Regions from separate parts of the Capra hircus genome. Here region 2 is linked to region 1. Evidence: chromatin contacts called from public Hi-C data. All regions are on one chromosome and are shown on one strand. Each heading gives the region's core, a stretch centred on a gene start, on an enhancer-like site or on the middle of the called end of the contact. The rest is flanking DNA. Distances are from core to core; before and after follow the strand shown.

Region 1 (4,504 bases), core at 1,265-3,764:
TATTAATAACAATATTACAATGGACAATCTTGAACTATATGTTTATTTATGCAAATGTGTTTGTAGGAACAATTATGAGAGGTATAACTAATGTGTGTCTACTATAGGTCAAGTATGGCAAAAGACTAGAATGACTTTAAATACCAACTAATTGTGTCATCTGAGCATGTTAAATGGTCCAAGCTACACCAGTGACACGTTGTTCTGAAAATGGTCATTTCTGATGGTTAGAGAGGACTTAAGAAACATATGAATGAGTCTGCTTATTAAAAGATGCTTAGCAAGGGGATAACAAGGTATAGAGTCACCAGATTTAGCAAATAAGAAAACACAGGATGCCCATTAGATTTGAAAAATAGCTCTAACTGTCAAATTTTTGTAGTTCAATGAAAAAAATTAGATACTGACATTTAGGGTATCCTCACAAAGTTACTACAAGATCCCAGAACAAAAACACTATAATATAGGACATATCTTATATATATAGAATGCCTTCCTACACTACCAGGGCAGAAACATAATTGACCCAATTTCTGTTCCTTGGCTGCATCCATTGATCTCTTCTGTGTACGTCAGATCTATAGATGTGGGAAGGGAAATAAGAATTAAGTACTGGGAGATTTTTAAGACTGGCTAGAAACAAATTGTTTTTTGTACTTATAATGTTTTTCACTGATTTTAAAGGGGAAAAAAGTAATATTTGCTTTTGCTGGTATTCTAAACAATTATAGAATGTAATAATGGTAATATAAAATTTATAACCTAATAATATAAAACTTGATTTACTTGTAATAATGCTTCTTGATTTCTGATATGAATAGGGATCCATGCTAAGAAATGAAAAATAAAACCTTCTTTTTATAAATGCCACATAGCTATAAGTACTTGAAATGTCCCACAAATTATCTGACTCAGAAGAGAATGAGTTCTAGAAAATTTATTATTTTGACTCGAATTTATATTATTTGTAGTATTTTGGATTCTTGTCTGTTGAACATTTGGAACTATAAAGTACTATAAGCCTTAACACTGCTAAGAAAGAGTTATATAAAAAAGACAAATGGTCCACTGCTTTATATACAAACATACACCCTTTTTGTATCTTACCATTTTGGGCTGAATATTTGGTAGAATATTTTGAAAAGTTGGATGGCACATTAATTCTTTGTACTTCATGAAAAGAAAATTTATTCACTCTAAAAATAGTCTTCAGCAATTTAAATATTTGAGTTTGAATTTCAATATGATGCTGCTGCTGCTGCGAAATATTTATGAAATGTAAGAAATGCAATTATAATGGGGAAATAAAAGAATATACAATTTTGTAGATTAAAACATTTATAAGCAGTTTGCATTTGTTTGATATATTGTTTAAAAATATGAAGTCCTTTGAACTTTTTTTTAACTGTAATTTGTCTGAATTATCAATGTATACATTTTCCACCGATAATTCTCCATGTCAAATGAGGACAGAAAACCAGTCATGAGATAAAAATGAGGCACTTAAGACAATCTGTTCCTGGAGTTCAGGTCCACACCTAACAAATTCCAAAAGTTCTTCAGACCTCAGCAAGTCAAAATACACTACGGAAATCATTTGTGACAAGAACTCTTGGGCTAAGCTTTAAGTAATCAGTATCTGGTTAGGACAGGAATCACCCAGTATCCTGTGGAGGAAAACAGCTGACATGAAGGCCATTTCAGCTTTCCCTCTTATAATCATGCTTTCTAATGTACTGCCAATTCACTCCTGGACTGCCCTCGATAAGGCCTGTTGCATTACAGGAATCCAGGGTTCACAGATGCAAACTTCTCAAGGCTCCCCACCCCCATCCTTTCCTGCAGATCATTTCTGCAGTGAAATTGTGTTTTATCACAGAAATCCCTTCTAAATGAAAAGCCTAATGAATCATGAAAATCTCCCAGATTTAATCACATTACTGTTTTGTTGGATGGGTCGTGTGAGAGAGCAACAGATCCTCTTTTTCAAAATTGAAAATTCAAAGGCACAGGCATCCACCTTCTATTGCTTCCACACAACATACATCTTTATCGCTGCTAATGAAGAAGAAATAAAATCCCTTCCAGTTAATTCCAAGCCAGAATCTTTTAAAGGTCATGGACACTGTAGCTGGGCAACCCGATCCAGTGCATCTGCGGTCTGAACAAATTCAGGGACTGCCTTCTACAGTAGGTGATAAGGTACCTCTGGGAAGGAAGACTGCTGAGACACCATAAGCTTTAGGATCGGATGATCCTGAAGAGAGGATCTGGTCCTTTCCTTGTTTGTTTGATTTGGCTTTAAATCTTAAGATGGCAACATATATTGTAAATAAACTATACTTCAATAAAAATAAAATAAAAGCATAAAAAATGCTAGATATTCCTCAAGCAGGATTTTTGAAGACAGAGAAATGATCTGCTTAAATGTCCTTTGAACAAAAGCAAGAGCAGGTCAACCTGCTATTGACCCAGAATGTTCTTCTGTCTGTTGGTGGCACACAGGTGCCACCTAGGGGTGGAAAGAGGCACTACCGGCTCTTCTCCAAGTGGGATGCATTTATGAAGGCTGGGCAGAATAAACAATTCAGAATGTTTATATTTCTCCTCTAACAAAACTGAATACAGTCCAACCATGAATACAGAAAAAACAAAAACAGAAGAATTATGGGATACCTGGAGCATCAGGGGAGGTAGGTGATAAAAAAGAGCGTGAGCTTTGGTGGTGGTGCACAGACCTGTGCTCAGTCCCATTTCTGCAGCTTGTGGGATCTACGACATGTATTATGTGTCTGCATCTCAGGACTTTCCAAGTGTCACGTGTGGTAAAGAAACTGCATGCCAATTCAGGAGATGCAAGAGACACAGGTTTGATCCCTAGTTCAGGAAGATCCTCTGGAGGAGGGCAAGGCAACGCACTCCAGTATTCTTGTCTGGAGAATCCCATGGACAGAGGAGCCTGGAGGGCTACAGCACATAGGGTCACAAAGAGTGGGACATGACTGAAGTGACTTAGCATGCACATCCACATGTTTCAGTTAAAACTGAGACCATAAAACCCACCTCTCTAAGACAGTCATGAGAAGGAAATGACTACATGGTTGAGAGGCATCTTGTACATACATAGTACGTAGCAGCTGCTCAACAAATCTGAGGTATGACAGAGCCATATCCAGGCTTTTGGGACATTTTAAAAATTGACTTCACTTTCACTTTTCACTTTCATGCATTGGAGAAGGAAATGGCAACCCACTCCAGTGTTCTTGCCTGGAGAATCCCAGGGACGGGAGAGCCTGGTGGGCTGCCGTTTATGGGGTCGCACAGAGTCGGACACGACTGAAGTGACTTAGCAGCAGCAGCAGCAGCAACATTAGACCATGAATGTTATCCTATATATAAAGGCACCCAATAAGTGATCTTACTTCCCCCACCCCCTTACCTTTGCCACAACAATTTTTCTATCTTGGTTCAGATGAAAGCTCAGGTAGCGTTCTTCACTAGATAGGGTTTGCCTATACAGAGAGCCACTCCACAATAGGACTTCTATTCTAAGCAAACCAAGAGAGGTTTCATTACTTAAAACGCACGTGTTATGTAAACAGGATCATCCAGAAAAGCACACTTGCCATAAGTTCCCAAAAGAAAGGCATTTGCAGATATTTACCCATTGCTATCTCTGTTGTTTGGATGCCTTACAAAAGCTCTTACTACACCACACACTACGCCAAACGCCCTAAAGCTCCCAGTTTAGTAGGTTAGAAATGATGCTAAAGAGCCAAGGGAACAGTTTCGATTATGGTCAAAGTCGGCTGGCATTGTACATGGTGATACTGCTGCCCAGGAATAGACACTCCTCTATCCTGATCTAGCATCTGAGGAGGGGCACCCGACGCTATTGTGGGCAGCCAGTCCCCACCCTTGGGCATACTCCTTTCCACTGCTGATGGAAATGCAGATGGAAAGAAGACCAGGTATACAGCAGATTGCTCCTGTTCAACTAGACTGTCACGCAAATCAAAAGGGAACTAATATGAGGGGGAGGGGAGAGAATTGCAAATGCTTTTCAAATGCATTTTAGGTTTGCCACAGTATTCTATTAGGGGTCTCTACCAGCTAGGGCTTTCCTGGTGGCTCAATGGTTAAAAAAAAAAAAAAGAAAATCCACCTGCCAATGCAGGAGACCTGGGTTTGATCCCCTGGAGAAGGAAATGGCAACCCACTCAAGTATTTTTGCCTGGAAAATCCCAAGGACAGAGGAGCCTGGCAGGCTACAGTCTATGGGGTCACAAAGAGTTGACATGACTTACCAACTAAAAAACAACAAAAACCAGCTTTATTACAGGACCTTGGCAAGTGCTTAAAAATACTTTATTTATTTCTTGAGTTTTCCTTCTACTCGGTTATTGGTAAAAAACCAGGATTATGGCTCTGCAAAATGGTTAGGATTCAAAACACTGCAAAATATTTCCAGCCCTTCAACTTTATTTCATAGACCTACCCTCTC
Region 2 (4,632 bases), core at 297-2,796, 150 kb before region 1:
AAGCCACAGTTTCTTTCTGGGGCTTTATCTCAAATGAGAAGGAATTAGACTACTCTTTGCTAGCAGCTAGCATGCTGCAACAATGTGAATTGGTGGTTCTTAACTTTTTGAGGTTACAGAAATTGTAAGACTCTGATAAAAAGCCATCCACTCTCTTTCCAAAGAAATGCACATACTTCTCCTGTCCCCAACAACTTCACAGAAAATTTTGGGGGTACTACTTCCCAAAAGTCTACCTAATAAAGCACTGGGTAAAAACCTCCAGTCTAAGTGATTTCAGATTACTCATTCATCAAACATTCACTGAGTGCCTGCTACTAGGCTCGAGATTTCGTGCTGGGGCATTAAATGATATTAGTTGTCCCAGATCCTCATGGAAAACTGACATTTTAAAATGTAAATATCAGCCCATAGCTCAGCAGGAAAGATCTGACAAAACATTAACAGCACCTTAAGCAGTAATCACAGATGTAAGCCCCAGGAGGTATAAGTAAATTGGGAAAATGGTATCTGTCTAAATTTAGTTCTTTATAGCACATTGAAGACCAGGCCTTCAATGCCTTTGCTAAGATTTTGCTTCTAGCCTCAGAACTATAAAGTTTCAAATTTTCACCTTATCTGAAAAAGGATTAACCAACAGACATTTCAGGAAGAATTTCAGGACAGAGAACATTATAGGCTCTTGGGTCATTCAGAACTGAGTTTAAAATCCAGGATGTGAAATGCCCTGGCTGTTTAACAAGTTAAATAACTGGGCAAGTTACCTTGGACTTTGGTTCAACACTTATCACAGCCTGTAAGATGGGAATAATAACAACTACCTCAATAAGGACTTTATAAGGATTAAATTAGTGAACATATATAAAGCCAGGGTCTAGGAACCAAAAAGCACTCTCTAAACAGAAATACTTGCTACTATATCTAAATATACTATGAACTCTAGCCACGAAATTTGTGTTCATCTTATTCTGAAGGTATCATGTGCTCACATAAAGAACTTGTTGGGTCAGAATATGAGGACTCTATAACACTGTTGTGATCTCAGCAGTCTTTAATCCCATCCTTACAGAATTGCTGCGGATCTGTATGTCCTGAGGAGCTTCCCAGGTGGCACTAGTGGCAAAGAACCCGCCTGCCAGTGTAGGAGACATAAGAGATGTGGGTTCAATCCCTGGGTCGGAAGATCCCCTGGAAGAGGGCATGGCAACCCACTCCAGTATTCTTGTCTGGAGAATCCCATGGACAGAGGAGCCTGGTGGGCTACAGTCAATGGACTCACAAAGAGCTGCACATGACTGAAGCGAGTTGGCACACACACATGCATGCCTGATGCCCTGAACCACTTAGGCGGCTGGTTCTTAGAGAGTCTATCTCATGAAAGCCTCACCTGTCCGTTCTTGGCTGAAGGAATGACTTTCATATTTGCCGCTCCTCGTAGTTATGGTCACGTTGTAGAGGCGGCCTGGGGTGAGGGAGCTGAAGGAACATTCACCGACAGACTTGGCAGTCACGAGGGACTGGACCACCCTGCCGCCGTGGGAGAGCGTCACCACATAGCTATCCACGTCTCCGGGAGCCGGCAGCCAGGATATGCTGAGGTAGTCACTGCGGCCAGAGTTGTTTACCGTTACTCCACTCACACTGGAAGGGACTGGGGTTTTAAAGAGGGGGAGAATATTTAAAAAGAAAAGCACAGTCAAATTGTGAATCATTTACTGCGGTCAGCACAAACAGCGTGGACTCAGATCTGATTACCTAGGAAGTGTCAAGGAAGTGTAAGGATTGCACGTTAGCTTTGGGAAGCTGAGAGTTCTTACCTCAGAAGGCTAACCCAAATGAAAATGCAAGAAGTCTTTTGGATGCCTCATCAATATAAGGATGCTGCTACTGAATTTTCATGGTGTGACTGTTTGCAGAGTATTTTAAGTGGAGGCATTTTTATGTGAGTGTGTCAGGACGTTCCCTTTGTAGGACAGGGAACAAACATTAACATCTTAAATGCAAGAGCTTGAATCCAAACCCATTGATAAAGAAAAGAAGTTTGAGGGGAAAGGTACTCAAGATACAATGGCTTTTCTAAAAGTCTTACTTAGACACTGGATAGCTTCGATCTTCTTGTGATTAAGTTATTTATTTCTGGGGTGTCTAATCATGAACACAGGTGAAGGGGTTATATTTCCCTTTGCAAAGCATTTCCTGCCCTCTAGTGGTGAGAAATAAACTTTAACATCTATTCTGTAAGCAACTAGTCTTGTGGGCACAAAGACCTGTCGTGGAGATAATGACTTTTCTGGTGTCCACCGTAATCGTACAAAAATAGAAAAGATGCCGATGCCTTCCAGGAGTTCCCCAGCTACTAGTACAGTCTGAACATTAATCATTGTGATGCTGAATAATAGTTATTCCCTGTATTAGAAGTAAGCGCACAAGAAATAGTACTGTCAGTAGTGAGTTTCAGAATAAAACATTATAGTATATATGAGCTCCACTGCAGTTTTCATCATTGGTTGACTGACTTCAGGTAAATATTTTCATATAGTTTCATAAAATCCATACATCACATATAATTGATGGGATTTGGCTAGATGACCTCTGAGAATCCTTCTTATCTAATATGCTCTGACTTTGTGATTTAAGCCCCAAAGTCTTTTTTACATCTATAAGCACTTATCTATCACCAAAGATATAAACAGCACTCTATTGAATAATTCTGCTGACACTGTTCCATGTATATGGACATTTCCTAGATATAACATTGAACTTTAAGCCGTATTATTTGTGTATTGATGACTTCCCTCCTTCTTCCCGTCCTTATTTTCTTTATTTTCTGTCCTTCCTACTAACTGCACATCACATCCCTTGGTAGCTCTCAAAATAACCATCCTTGTTTTCCAAAACTGCTGGAAATATTTGCAACTATTAACATTTTATTAGAAAAGATATAATTATCAAAAATATTACCAAAAATTCATGGTTTAAAAAGACAAATACAAAATTAAAAGACAGATATAAAATTTATTTTTCTTTAGAATTAGCATTTTTTCAGGTTATAACTAGATTTGTTAAATACATTTGATATTTTAAATTTTAAATATTTTGCCACCTTATCTAAGCTGGGAGGTTATATATATATTTAAAATCTGTAGAAGTAAAATGAATTATTTCAACCTTGACTAATACTTCAGCAGTTTGAATAGATGGTAATGATTATCAAGGCTTTAGCCACCGAATTATTTTTATAATCTACCATGTTCAAAATATGCTAACCAAAGCACCTTTCAAAATTCTCATTATTGTGTTTCTATAGTAATATCCCATTTTCTCCTTTTTCATTATAATGTCTGCGCTCAATGTGTTTGAATAAAATAACTGATGCATATATTTATTCATATCTTGCCCTCTCCTCAAAACTTTCCAATCATTTTTCAAATAATTTCTTGTCTACTTTCTGCATACTTCTATTGTATAATGTTGGCCAAATACTGATACCTCTGTTGCCATTAAAATATAGTATAAAATAATTACAAGTCCTATTTATCAAGTGATCTCAGACACCAAGCTATTTTATTATAGCACGATAAGCTGGGTAGCCCTTGGGGTATCTTAAGCTGGGAATTAACCTATGTAGCGGAGTCTGCCTACTTGCTCACCAAACCATTTCCTTTTCCTCTTGGACACACAGCTAGACTAGATTGCCCAGCCACTCCTGCAGTGCAGTGTAGTCATACAAATGTTCCCATTAAAGGAATGTGGGTGGAAGTGATGTGTTTACTTCCAGCTTTGGTAGTCTTTCTCCTCCCTACAACCTCTATCCTTTGGAGAAATGAAGAGACCTCCGAGGATCTACAGGAAGGAAGAACCACAGATGGGAGGACCCTGGGTCCCTAAATTACTGCTTGGAGAAGAACCAACCAAAAGAGTTGTCCAGTCAGGAACACCTACATGGTACAGTTGTATAAGCAGGAAATAAGTCAGCGTAACCCGACTAGTGCAACTGCAACTCAGTGGGAAATGGATGCAAGTTCCTTCTCAACTCTTCTCCTCAACTTATTTCTCCTTCCCCACTCTGATGCCTGGTGTTGGCATGAATTACTGGGGATGGAAGAGAAAATGAAGGATGGAGAGCTAGGGCCAGAATCTAGGCCTCTTGATCCCAAACTAAGCTTTTGGGTCCCCCAATCCAATTATGCTACACTGATGGATAGTGCCAAGAATCACTAAAGGAGAAGAAGGAAGATATTGGGAAGAACAGCATCAGTTGCCACAGAATGACAGAAAAGAGCAGACATCAGTGAATTTCTACCTAGACGAGAAATATCTTTTCAGTGACTTAGTTGATCTTTTGGGAGAGTTAGTGAAGTTAATGGTTCTTGGATTCAATAAGCAGATGAGATTCATGATTTTAGAAAAGGACATAACTGTGGATATAGGCTGCTGATGCGCAGAATCTGAGCATTGGAAATATAGACGGATGAGCCTGACATCCAACTTCTTATAATCATATGAAATTAAATAGGCAAAGTCACTGACCTGATTCTGAGGTCACTAATAATTATTAAAGCTTCTATTGGATTTATTTAACTGGTTTCCTTTCTAAGAAACTGGAACATACATTTTATATTGTATTTACAT

The links. Hi-C and Micro-C count contacts between places; a contact is called where the count stands out from the background.
Region 2: a contact with region 1 is called in a Hi-C map of blood, with 2.6 times the contacts expected there. The contact joins two enhancer-like sites. A contact is called at or near these places in 3 of 5 Hi-C or Micro-C datasets (blood and liver).

Annotation. Positions count from the first base shown.
Region 1 is chr5:42,291,206-42,295,709 of ARS1.2, reverse strand. All of the region lies in intron 6 of PTPRR (receptor-type tyrosine-protein phosphatase R), which reads right to left. Among named protein-coding and RNA genes, the nearest start is that of PTPRB, 86 kb to the left of the region's middle. Within about 2 kb of position 2,514, at least 1 of the 5 cell types and tissues checked has an H3K27ac peak or open chromatin away from gene starts, as enhancers often do.
Region 2 is chr5:42,440,490-42,445,121 of ARS1.2, reverse strand. PTPRB (receptor-type tyrosine-protein phosphatase beta) reads right to left here. Exons shown (of 34, transcript XM_005680175.3): 11 at 1,388-1,651. Among named protein-coding and RNA genes, the nearest start is that of PTPRB, 64 kb to the right of the region's middle. Within about 2 kb of position 1,546, at least 1 of the 5 cell types and tissues checked has an H3K27ac peak or open chromatin away from gene starts, as enhancers often do.